3 separate regions of the Gossypium hirsutum genome follow, and regions 1 and 2 are each linked to region 3. A link is a contact called in public Hi-C data. All regions are on one chromosome and are shown on one strand. Each heading gives the region's core, a stretch centred on a gene start, on an enhancer-like site or on the middle of the called end of the contact. The rest is flanking DNA. Distances are from core to core; before and after follow the strand shown.

Region 1 (3,159 bases), core at 451-2,950, 150 kb after region 3:
AAAATTTTTAAATTAAAAAGATAAAAAAGTTGAATTTTTAACTTTTAAAATTACATAGATTAAATCTTAAATTATGTAAAATATGAAAATTAAATTATGAAAAGTTGAATCACAAGAACCTAATTCATCTCATAATTAAAATGCAAGATATCTTCATTGAACAAGATCTATAGCAAAAAAAAATAAGCTAAGACCAAAAGAATCCACCAAAAAAAGTCTGTAAAACAATTCCCCCATTTCATTTTTAGAAAAAAATAGCATTTCCATCTAGTTTGATATCACTAAGCTGGTCATCTTTCCCTTGACTTGCACCATCATCAAAAAGCCATTTCTCAAGCAATGTGAGTTGCCCTAGTTCATTCACATCTGGTTTACTTTCATCTTGGAAAAGGCTTGCTTGATCAGGTGACAAAGATTGTGAGAAATCAGAATTTGAAGAATCAAATGATTCAAACACTTCCAATGACTCAAAAACCTCAGACATTTCAATGCTGTTGCTGCTTTTGTTTTCCTTCCATGGAGTCCCAATCCCTCCCATATTATCACTTGAAACAGGTTTTGGTGGATTTCTCATCCATTTCTTCAATAACTTAGCTATATTCTCAGTGCTTGATGCATATCCTCTTGGTTTTGAAGCTAAACCACTTGATTTCTCTGGTGACAATGCATCAGATAAAGCCTGTTTAGCCATTTGGATATCAGTCTGCAACTTTCTCTCCCATTGGCCTCTTGAAATTTGGTGTTTTTCTGATGAAAACCCTTCTCTAGAATAACTTTCACTGCCATTGATCGTCTTCAGCTTCTTCTTCAAGTGAGTGTTCCAATAGTTTTTAATGTCATTGTCAGTTCTCTGAGGAAGGTAAGAAGCTATTGCAGCCCATCTGCACAATTTGAATACCCCACTTATTCATAAAACTCCACAGATAAAAGTTTACATAATATGAGTTCTTAGATTATACCTGTTGCCTAAAAGAGCTTGAAGGTGGATTATCAATTTCTCTTCATGATCTGTAAAGTTTCCCCTCTTAATCCCAGGCCTTAAGTAATTAGTCCATCTAAGCCTGCAACTCTTGCTACATCTATGCAACCCTGGAAATCAGGAAACCAGAAACAAAAAAAGATTAAGAATTTCAATACTACAAAATTTTGAATGTAGCTGAAAAATGGAAAATAAGTTTAAGCCAATAACCTGTATTTGTAGGAACAGCCCTCCAATTCCCAGGACCATGTTGTTGAATATAAGATACCAAGATGATGTCTTCTTCAGGAGTTCATGGACCTTTCTTCAAACCAGCTTTGTCACAACAAGGTGGTCTCCCCATTTCTTTATTGTTATTATTATTATTATTATTATTATTATTTTCTCCTTGGAAACTTTTAAGACTAGGGTCTAAGGTAAAGGATTAGTTGGTCCTGGTTTGCATATATAGAAAAGAGGGAGTGAGAGAGAGGATGCTGACCTGAAAGGTGTAAAAGGGTAGCCTTCAAAAACATAAAAGTTCCAATTACTTCCATGCCAAAGAGTCAAAAGGTGACAGCAAGAGCATTAACTCAAGGAAGAGTGAGCAGGGAGCAGGCAATGCTAAAGTCAGCTCAGTTGTGGCAGAGACAATGGCTCACAACACCACATCGCGTGGCATTCAATGCGGGTTTTGCTCGACAATTTTTGTTCCTCTAAAGAAGAAAAAACAATTATGGTCTAGTCTCGAATAATGGAGTTTTTAGTATTTACGGCAAATATGAGTCCTGGCGTTGTAAAAGAAAAAGCAACAACAAAAAAGGAATGTTAAATTCACTGCCGGGCACCAGGGTTAAGATTTTTTTTTTATGATTTTAGTGACAATTTTCAAAAATTGAGATTTTATGAAAATTTATAAATAGATTTCAAGACTTTAATTAATTTTTTTAAAATTTTTTAAAGATTTAATTAAAACTTGGGTAAATTATAAAAATAGTCACTTTTATTTACCTCAAATTATATTTTAGTAATTTACTTTATCCTTTTGTTACGAAATGGTCATTTTACGTTAAACTCCGTTACATCCCTAACAGCAGTCCTACGTGGCAATACAAATGGATTTTAAATGCCAACTTGGGTTTTAATTTATACTACCACGTAAGACATCTAAGTTGGCATTTAAAACTCATTTGGATTGCCATGCAGGATCACCATTAGGGAGGTAACGAAACTTAACAGTAGAGTAATCACTTCGTAACAAAACTATAACGTAAATGACTAAAACATAATAAAATTTTGAAGTTCTTAAGTCCTAACGAGAATCCGCCTTTAGTTAATTTCGCTAGGATTTTGAGTGATAAAAAATTTGGTAATTTTTAAATAAAATTTTAGTTTTTAAATTTTGTAAATAGAAAAATAAGTATTCGACGAGGTTGTGTCCTTTTTTTTCTTTTTTCTTTTTTTTGAGATCTCAACAAATTTGATCCTAAAATAGTAAAGACTTGACGTCACCGTGAGAGAAAATTTTGACACAATCTAGATTAAAAAATTATTTAATAAATTTATAGAATATTAATATAAAAATATGGTTTTAATTTAAATGAAAAAGTTGTGATGGTAAAAATTATAATAGCTTTGATTTAAATTTTATCATTCTTATTATGAGTATTTATTTTTTTAAAAATTTATCAAAATATAAAAAATATAAATATTCTAAAATAATATTTATTCTTTTATAAGATAAAATTTTAATTATTCTACTGTTTAATGTCTTTGGTCACCGTATAGAATGTTGACGTGATAGTTTTTTAATTGGTATACTAATAAATTTAACCCTTTAATACTTTGCACGATCTATCAAATTGATCCTAATTATTAAAGATTCAACAAATTTAACTCTCAATGTTTACAATTCTGTCAATTTCGTCAAAATTCTAAAAAATAAAAAAAAATTATAATTTTAAAAACTTGAAAATATGTATTATTTATTTTATAAAAAGACATAAAATATAAAAAGTTATAATGTAATTATTTGTTTACATTATCAAAAAAAATTAAAATATATTTACATTATTTTAACGAGTGTTACAATCTTATAGGCCTAATTTTTAATGGCCAAAGATGATTTAAAAGTTATAATGTAATTTTTTTTAATATTTTATATTTTATGTCTTTATATAATAAATAATATATATTTTCAA
Region 2 (3,409 bases), core at 289-2,788, 250 kb after region 3:
TCATAATAGGGTCCTCAAATTCATCTATTAGGGTTATTAAGATGTGCAAAAATCCCATGATGAATCTTGAAACTATTACAGTTTGCCCATTTTCCATATTTTATGAAAGATAATATACTTGTGAAAATATATAGCAAGAGGTACTCACATATTACCAGTTCACGTCTTTCATTGTGTTTTCCATGTTTATGGTTAGCAATATTATTTTGAAATTAAAGTAAACTGCCCATTAGCTATGCTAGAGATAACCTCAGACTTATTTAACTTCATGAAATCAAGCTCATTGTGGTCTAGCTTGGAACTTCAAAATCATCTCAACAAAGATGTGTGGAGTAGTCTCATCTCACCAGGAACATGATAAGTTGGTTTGGAAATTTGCAAAACCCAGCCATTTAGTCTCTCCAATCTTATACTACTTATACCACTAAAAAAAGGCAATTAGTCAAGCATCCATCGGTAGAAGTATCACAAAATCCTCCTAGAATCTGCAAATTATCTCTGTACATTAGATGAGTGAGTGAGCAAAATAATTCATTCATTAAAATTTGATGTTTTATATACAAGGTATAACAACAAATTTAGTCTTCAACTTTTACATATTTATTCAATTTGACTTCTACTCTTTCATGGAAAATAAATTAGAAATTTTTGAAATTAATAACGTTAAAAGGCCAAAAAGGCTCTAGTAACAAATTAAAAAAATTCAATTAAATCATTTTAAAATTTAATAATTATTAAAAAGTCAAAAAATATAAACAACATTGACTCAATAAAAGAGTGGAGGTCAATTTAAAAAAAAACGTTATAACTATTAGATTTTAATGGGTCAATATTGTTGTCTTTTAATAAAAATATTTATAATTTTAAAATTTTTATAACTTATAATTTTAAAATTTTTATAACTTCTTTTATAAACTTTATGATTTTTAATAATAATTCATTTTTAAAAGGACTTAATTGATTTTTTAAAACTTTGTTATTAAGTCCCTTTAGCCTTATTAGTTTCAAAAAATTTCAATTTACTTCCAATAAAAGAGTAGGGGTCGAATTGAATAAATGTGTAAAAGTTGAGGGCTAAATTTATTATTATACCATATATATATATATATATATATAAACACCAAATTTTAACATACGAGCTGTTTACTCACTCATTTAATATTCAGGGACTAATTTACTCATTTTTCAATAGATAAATTAAAATGGTATAAAAGTTGTGGTGCTTTTACTGATTATGTCAAACATAGTGAAAGAAAAAATTATATATAAAAATATATTTATTAAGGAATTACTTCTTGTATATATATAATTTCACTAATCTTGTATTATGATCTTGGACATATTTTTTTATTTTAAGCAGTTACTATTATTTTTTGGATTTTCTAGCTATAAAAAAATTTAATAATATTTATTATTTTTAAAAATAAATATAAAAGAAAAAGAAAAAGAAAAAAGAAAACATGTGGGCTTTCATTTGACTACCCAAAAAATTGGGCTAATGAAGAGGCAAGAACGCTCGGTAAACTTCGAGTCTCCAGACTCAAATCCGACCGAGTCCTAGTATCCGAGTTCCATACTTTCTCTGTAATTACTCCAATCTAAACCGACTCTGGGTTTAGGGTTTTGGTGGCTTAACTCTCTCCACTACTTTCCCTCCATTTCCTCTCTGTCTTTCTTATTATCTGTCTCTCAATCCTCTTGAGGTAAGTTCCATTGAAAATCCCCTTTTTTGGCCTTAATCTCCTTTTTTTCACCAAATTTAACACCTTTAGCTTATTGCAATTTCAAAAGTTCATTGCTTTAAGCAGGAAAAAAAGGGGGAAATAAAATTGTTGGGTTTCTACTCTTTTATGCGGGTATTAAATGGGAAGAGGATTAGCAACGTTTCTGTTTAGAATCTATACTTCTAAGAAAAATGTTTCTAGAGTTAAGTTTATGTCATCAAATCGATATATTCATTCTTTTAGACAATTTGAAAACTGGGTTTTGGATAAAGACCCTCCGTCTTTCCATGTGCCTCGAAGAGAGTTTTCGACTAGCTTGGTTGGTTTAGTTGGTAAATTTAGAAACTATGGAGATGCTAATGTGAGACCTTTTTCCTCTGTTGTTAAAAATGGGGGTGATGATGGTGGGGAGGATAATGGAATGCATGATTCAGAAATGGAAAAAAATGAGCACGGTAAGCATATTTTGGATTTTGTGAAACTTGTCGACTTTGATGGTGAAAATGAGAATAAGGTTGAGGATGATGTTGATGGTTTGAATGAGAATGGTATATATGGTTCAAAAGATGTTGAGTTGGAACATGGAGATGATAAAGAGAATAAGGGTATTGTGGATTTTATGAGAGCTAATGATTTTGATAGTGTCCATGAGAATTCAGATGAGGATGGCATTGACAGTTCTAAGGAGGATGGAATTGATGGAACTGTGAACCGTAAGCAAGTCGGCTTTCGAAATCCTGTGGAATTGTATCAGGAACTTCGTGGTAATGAAAACCCTGTGAAGCTGTGCAGAGAAGATTGGGAGATCTTACAGCAAGTTTTCAGCTATTTCTGTAGGTCAGGGTGGGCAGCCAATCAGTCACTTGCTATTTATATTGGCAGGTCATTTTTCCCTACTGCTGCTCATAAGTTCCGTAGCTTTTTCTTTAAGAATTGTTCTGCTGATGTTACTGAACATTTGGTATCACTTGGTCCATCTAATGCTGCTGTTAAGTTTCTTTTCCCTATATTTGTGGAGTTCTGTATTGAAGAGTTTCCTGATGAGATCAAGCAGTTTCGAAGTATGATTCAATCAGCAGATCTTACAGCACCGCATACATGGTTTCCCTTTGCACGGGCAATGAAGCGTAAGATCATTTATCACTGTGGTCCAACAAATAGTGGCAAGACTTACAATGCTTTGCAGCGGTTTATGGAAGCAAAGAAGGGTATTTATTGCAGCCCGCTTAGGCTTTTGGCTATGGAAGTTTTTGACAAAGTGAATGCACAAGGAATTTACTGTAGTCTCCACACAGGGCAAGAGAAGAAATATGTCCCGTTTTCGAATCATGTCGCCTGTACTGTGGAAATGGTGTCAACTGAGGAATTATATGATGTTGCTGTTATTGATGAAATCCAGATGATGTCAGACCCGTATAGAGGTCATGCATGGACGCGTGCATTGCTCGGATTGAAAGCTGATGAGATACATTTGTGTGGGGATCCAACAGTTCTCAATATTGTTAGGAAAATCTGTTCAGATACTGGAGATGAGTTGAATGAACATCATTATGACAGGTTCAAACCCTTAGTGGTTGAGGCCAAGACACTGTTGGGAGACCTTCAAAATGTTCGCTCGGGTGACTGTGTTGTTGCTTTCTCAAGGAGAGAGATATTCGAGGTGAAAATGGCTATTGAGAAACACA
Region 3 (3,134 bases), core at 589-3,088:
AAACTTCATTTAATGCACTTGCTTTTGAATTTTCTCACTAAATCCAATCCAGAAACAATACCAATTACTTTACCAAAAATTTTGGGGTGTTATTGAAGGAGTGGAAGACATTGGTACGTTCAAATTGGAGGGTGATAACTAGGTTTTGGCTTTGAAGATTAATGAAGAATAAGATAACCCATAAGTTTTGAAGCATTGAGAGAGAGAGGGGGGGAGGGATAGTGAGAGGGGTAAAGAAATTGAAAATTAATTAATTAAAAAAAACTTTTTATAGTTTGAAAAAAAGTAACATAAAAGTTTTGAATTAATTTGTTTAACAAAATTCAAGTTTAGGGATTAATGTGGACAAAAAAAAGTTTAGGGATGAAGTTGGAAATAGACGATAAATTCAAGGGTTAAATGTTGCTTTATCCAAGCTTTAATTTCAAGATTTCATTTCTAGGATCGACACCAAATGAAGGACTTTATAAAGGGTAGTTTATAATGAAGTAAAATTTTAATTATAACCACACTGTGACTAGGACACTAGCTTAAGATATTTAGGACGATTGTAAAACTCTCAAGTGCTCTTTGGATGATATAGTCTAGTCGAGGCTCAACTTTTATCCAACAATGTTGTTTTCGCACAGTGGATCAACTATAATCAACTTCATTACTAATAAGAGAGCTAACAGCAGATCAAGGATAACTTACAGATAGTAGTCCATAAGGAAGTAAAATTGCAGCTGCAATGGCAATGTGATTGGGTCATTAGACCCTTAAATGTTCTTTGGACGACATGGTCAAGTTGAGTCTCGACTCCTGCGATACAAAATCACAGCCGCACTGTAAGGTAATTACAATAAACTTCATTACAGTAACAATCTACGTATGTTGTTGCAGTCCAAACTACAATGTTGGATCCATAATGGTTAAAATATCTAATAAGTCTATGTGCTCTTTTTAAATTTGGAATTTAACCCCTTGTAATTTTTTTTATTATGAAATTAGCCTTAGTTTTCAGATTCCAAAATTTAGATCTAATTGTTAATACTATTATTTGTTAAATTCATGTTTTTCATGACATTATTATTTTTAGCTACATGGCTACTAAGTGAGTACTTTTTTATTTTAAAATGTCAAATCAATAAATTTAATAAAAAATTTAACAATATTAACAATTAAACTTGAATTGTGAAATCTTAAAGTATAGAGACTAAATTCCTAAAAGAAAATTAAAGAAACTAAATTCCAAACTCATGAAAAGTGAAGTGACTCATGACATATTTTAACCATAATTAATTTACAATCAATTTTATGAGAATTTTTTTAAAGAAAAAACCATTCGGCAACTTCATAAATTTATAAAGATTCCACAATTACAAGTTTCGATGTTAATTAAGGGTGAGTTTGGATGGGCGATGTGTTTACCTACAGTCAATGTAAAAACAACGGTGGTAGTGAGATTAGATATTGTAGCGACACTATAGCGTGAGACAAAAAATAAATTAAACGCATCGCATCGCATCGTATTGCACCCTACCGCCCATCCAAACTCATTACCTAATGCTCACATTTTGAATTCAGTTTATAAAAAAAATGCATAGAAAAGCAAATCAAATTTGTGTTAGGCCCAATAAAGAAGCCCACATTAGACAAAGTAACCTTTCAAATGGGTTATGTTAAACTTTTTAACTTTTTTTTTCTTTTACTTGCAGGCTTTTTGATCCATCATTGTTTTTTTTTAAAAAAATTCATAAATTTTCTTTTTAAATTTTTTTCTAAAGTCATTCCAATTTCTAAACCTATCCCATCCACCCGATGAGCCCAACTAACCCGGGCCGGGCTTTAGAGAAAGTGGTTGCTGTAAATCTGGTCTATTCGATCCAAATTAGAGTACTTTGGGCCAAAACCCAAAACCCAAAAATATTTTTTTAATAATTCAAAGAACAAATTTAGCCTTTCGAGAAATGGAGTTAATTGAATAGCCTAAAAGACTAGATATATAAAACTTTATTACTTTAATATTTGTACTAATTATATTAATGTCTAATAAATGCAATTACTTAATTATTAAATAAATAAATATAGGTGAAAATTGAATAATTATATATGTTACTGCCAATTACAAAAGTTAGATACAAGCTTAGTTGCAACTAAAGTAACATTTCACATCTCATTTTAATTTACATTATTTGATTGTCATATTTTGACCCAAACCATTTGGAGCTTTTAAATGTTTGTCTTTTAAAGAATTTTAGTAGCTCATTAGTGAAGACATATCGTATAAGAATCAAGCTAAATAAAGATTGTATCAAGACTTTCAATCAGAGAGTTTGATGTCATAAAGAATTTTTACTAGTCTACTCTTTATTAAAGACATGTTCGAAGATTAATTTTGAGGAATTAGATATTCACATTAATTGTATCTTAATGTGCCATATTATGTTTATACATAGGAAGATTTACTTATATTCAATGAGGAACTGGACTTTGGTGAATATTTATAAATAAATTGTTTTATTTATCGATTTATAATTAAATTTTCAAGAAGAAAATGATCTAAATCAACAGAAATCTTCATCTTTCATTAACAAATTTCTTAACTTAAAAAAAAATCAACAATTCTAATTTCAAAATCTATGATTATATTGCTTTATGAACCATTTTTCATTTATTTATTCTTTACAATGAAATTCGGTCAATTCATATTTTTAAATGCTTAAAATTATTTAATTTTTAATTTACAAAAAATATAATTTGTTATTTTATTGAATTATAGAAACACATTTTTTTTTCTAAATATTAATTTAATCAATATCACTAAAAATTGGTTAATATTTCCCATAAAATACTAATCTTTATATCTTTAAGTACAATAAATGTGTTGCATTATAATTTATTCCAAGCAAAAACATATTAACATTAAGGAATAAAGCATGTGTGAAGCTCATTATTAATTCACATGAAATGGAAAAAGAGTAGAAAGCATTCTTAAGCAAGCTAAAAAAAGTTCAATGAAATGGTGTTTTCATACATTTCTTTGTATTCAATTTTATGTTGTAAGATTGTAGGACAACTTATAATCATAATTTCAAAACACCCAACATTAGACCAAAACAATGGATTCCCCACCATTAAAATGTAAGGACAGC

What was found. Hi-C and Micro-C count contacts between places; a contact is called where the count stands out from the background.
Region 1: a Hi-C map of leaf shows a contact between it and region 3, with 3 times the contacts expected there. The contact joins the promoter of LOC107888598 here to the enhancer-like site in region 3. A contact is called at or near these places in 17 of 34 Hi-C or Micro-C datasets (callus, cotyledon, fibers and 3 more).
Region 2: a Hi-C map of leaf shows a contact between it and region 3, with 2.6 times the contacts expected there. The contact joins the promoter of LOC121206475 here to the enhancer-like site in region 3. A contact is called at or near these places in 3 of 34 Hi-C or Micro-C datasets (callus, hypocotyl and leaf).

The regions. Positions count from the first base shown.
Region 1 is chrA09:4,397,022-4,400,180 of Gossypium_hirsutum_v2.1, forward strand. It overlaps LOC107888598 (myb-related protein 306), which reads right to left and starts at 1,701. Exons shown (of 3, transcript XM_041077430.1): 1 at 1,190-1,701; 2 at 960-1,089; 3 at 133-881. The coding sequence starts at 691. The coding sequence ends at 245.
Region 2 is chrA09:4,497,036-4,500,444 of Gossypium_hirsutum_v2.1, forward strand. LOC121206475 (DExH-box ATP-dependent RNA helicase DExH18, mitochondrial) reads left to right here and starts at 1,539. Exons shown (of 1, transcript XM_041077431.1): 1 at 1,539-3,409. The coding sequence starts at 1,864. LOC107888602 (protease Do-like 8, chloroplastic) reads left to right here. Exons shown (of 13, transcript XM_016812767.2): 13 at 1-129. The coding sequence ends at 6.
Region 3 is chrA09:4,250,838-4,253,971 of Gossypium_hirsutum_v2.1, forward strand. No RefSeq gene overlaps it. Among protein-coding and RNA genes, the nearest start is that of LOC121207256, 4.6 kb to the left of the region's middle. Within about 2 kb of position 1,839, at least 1 of the 9 cell types and tissues checked has an H3K27ac peak or open chromatin away from gene starts, as enhancers often do. A contact at or near this core is called in leaf, where this site is marked.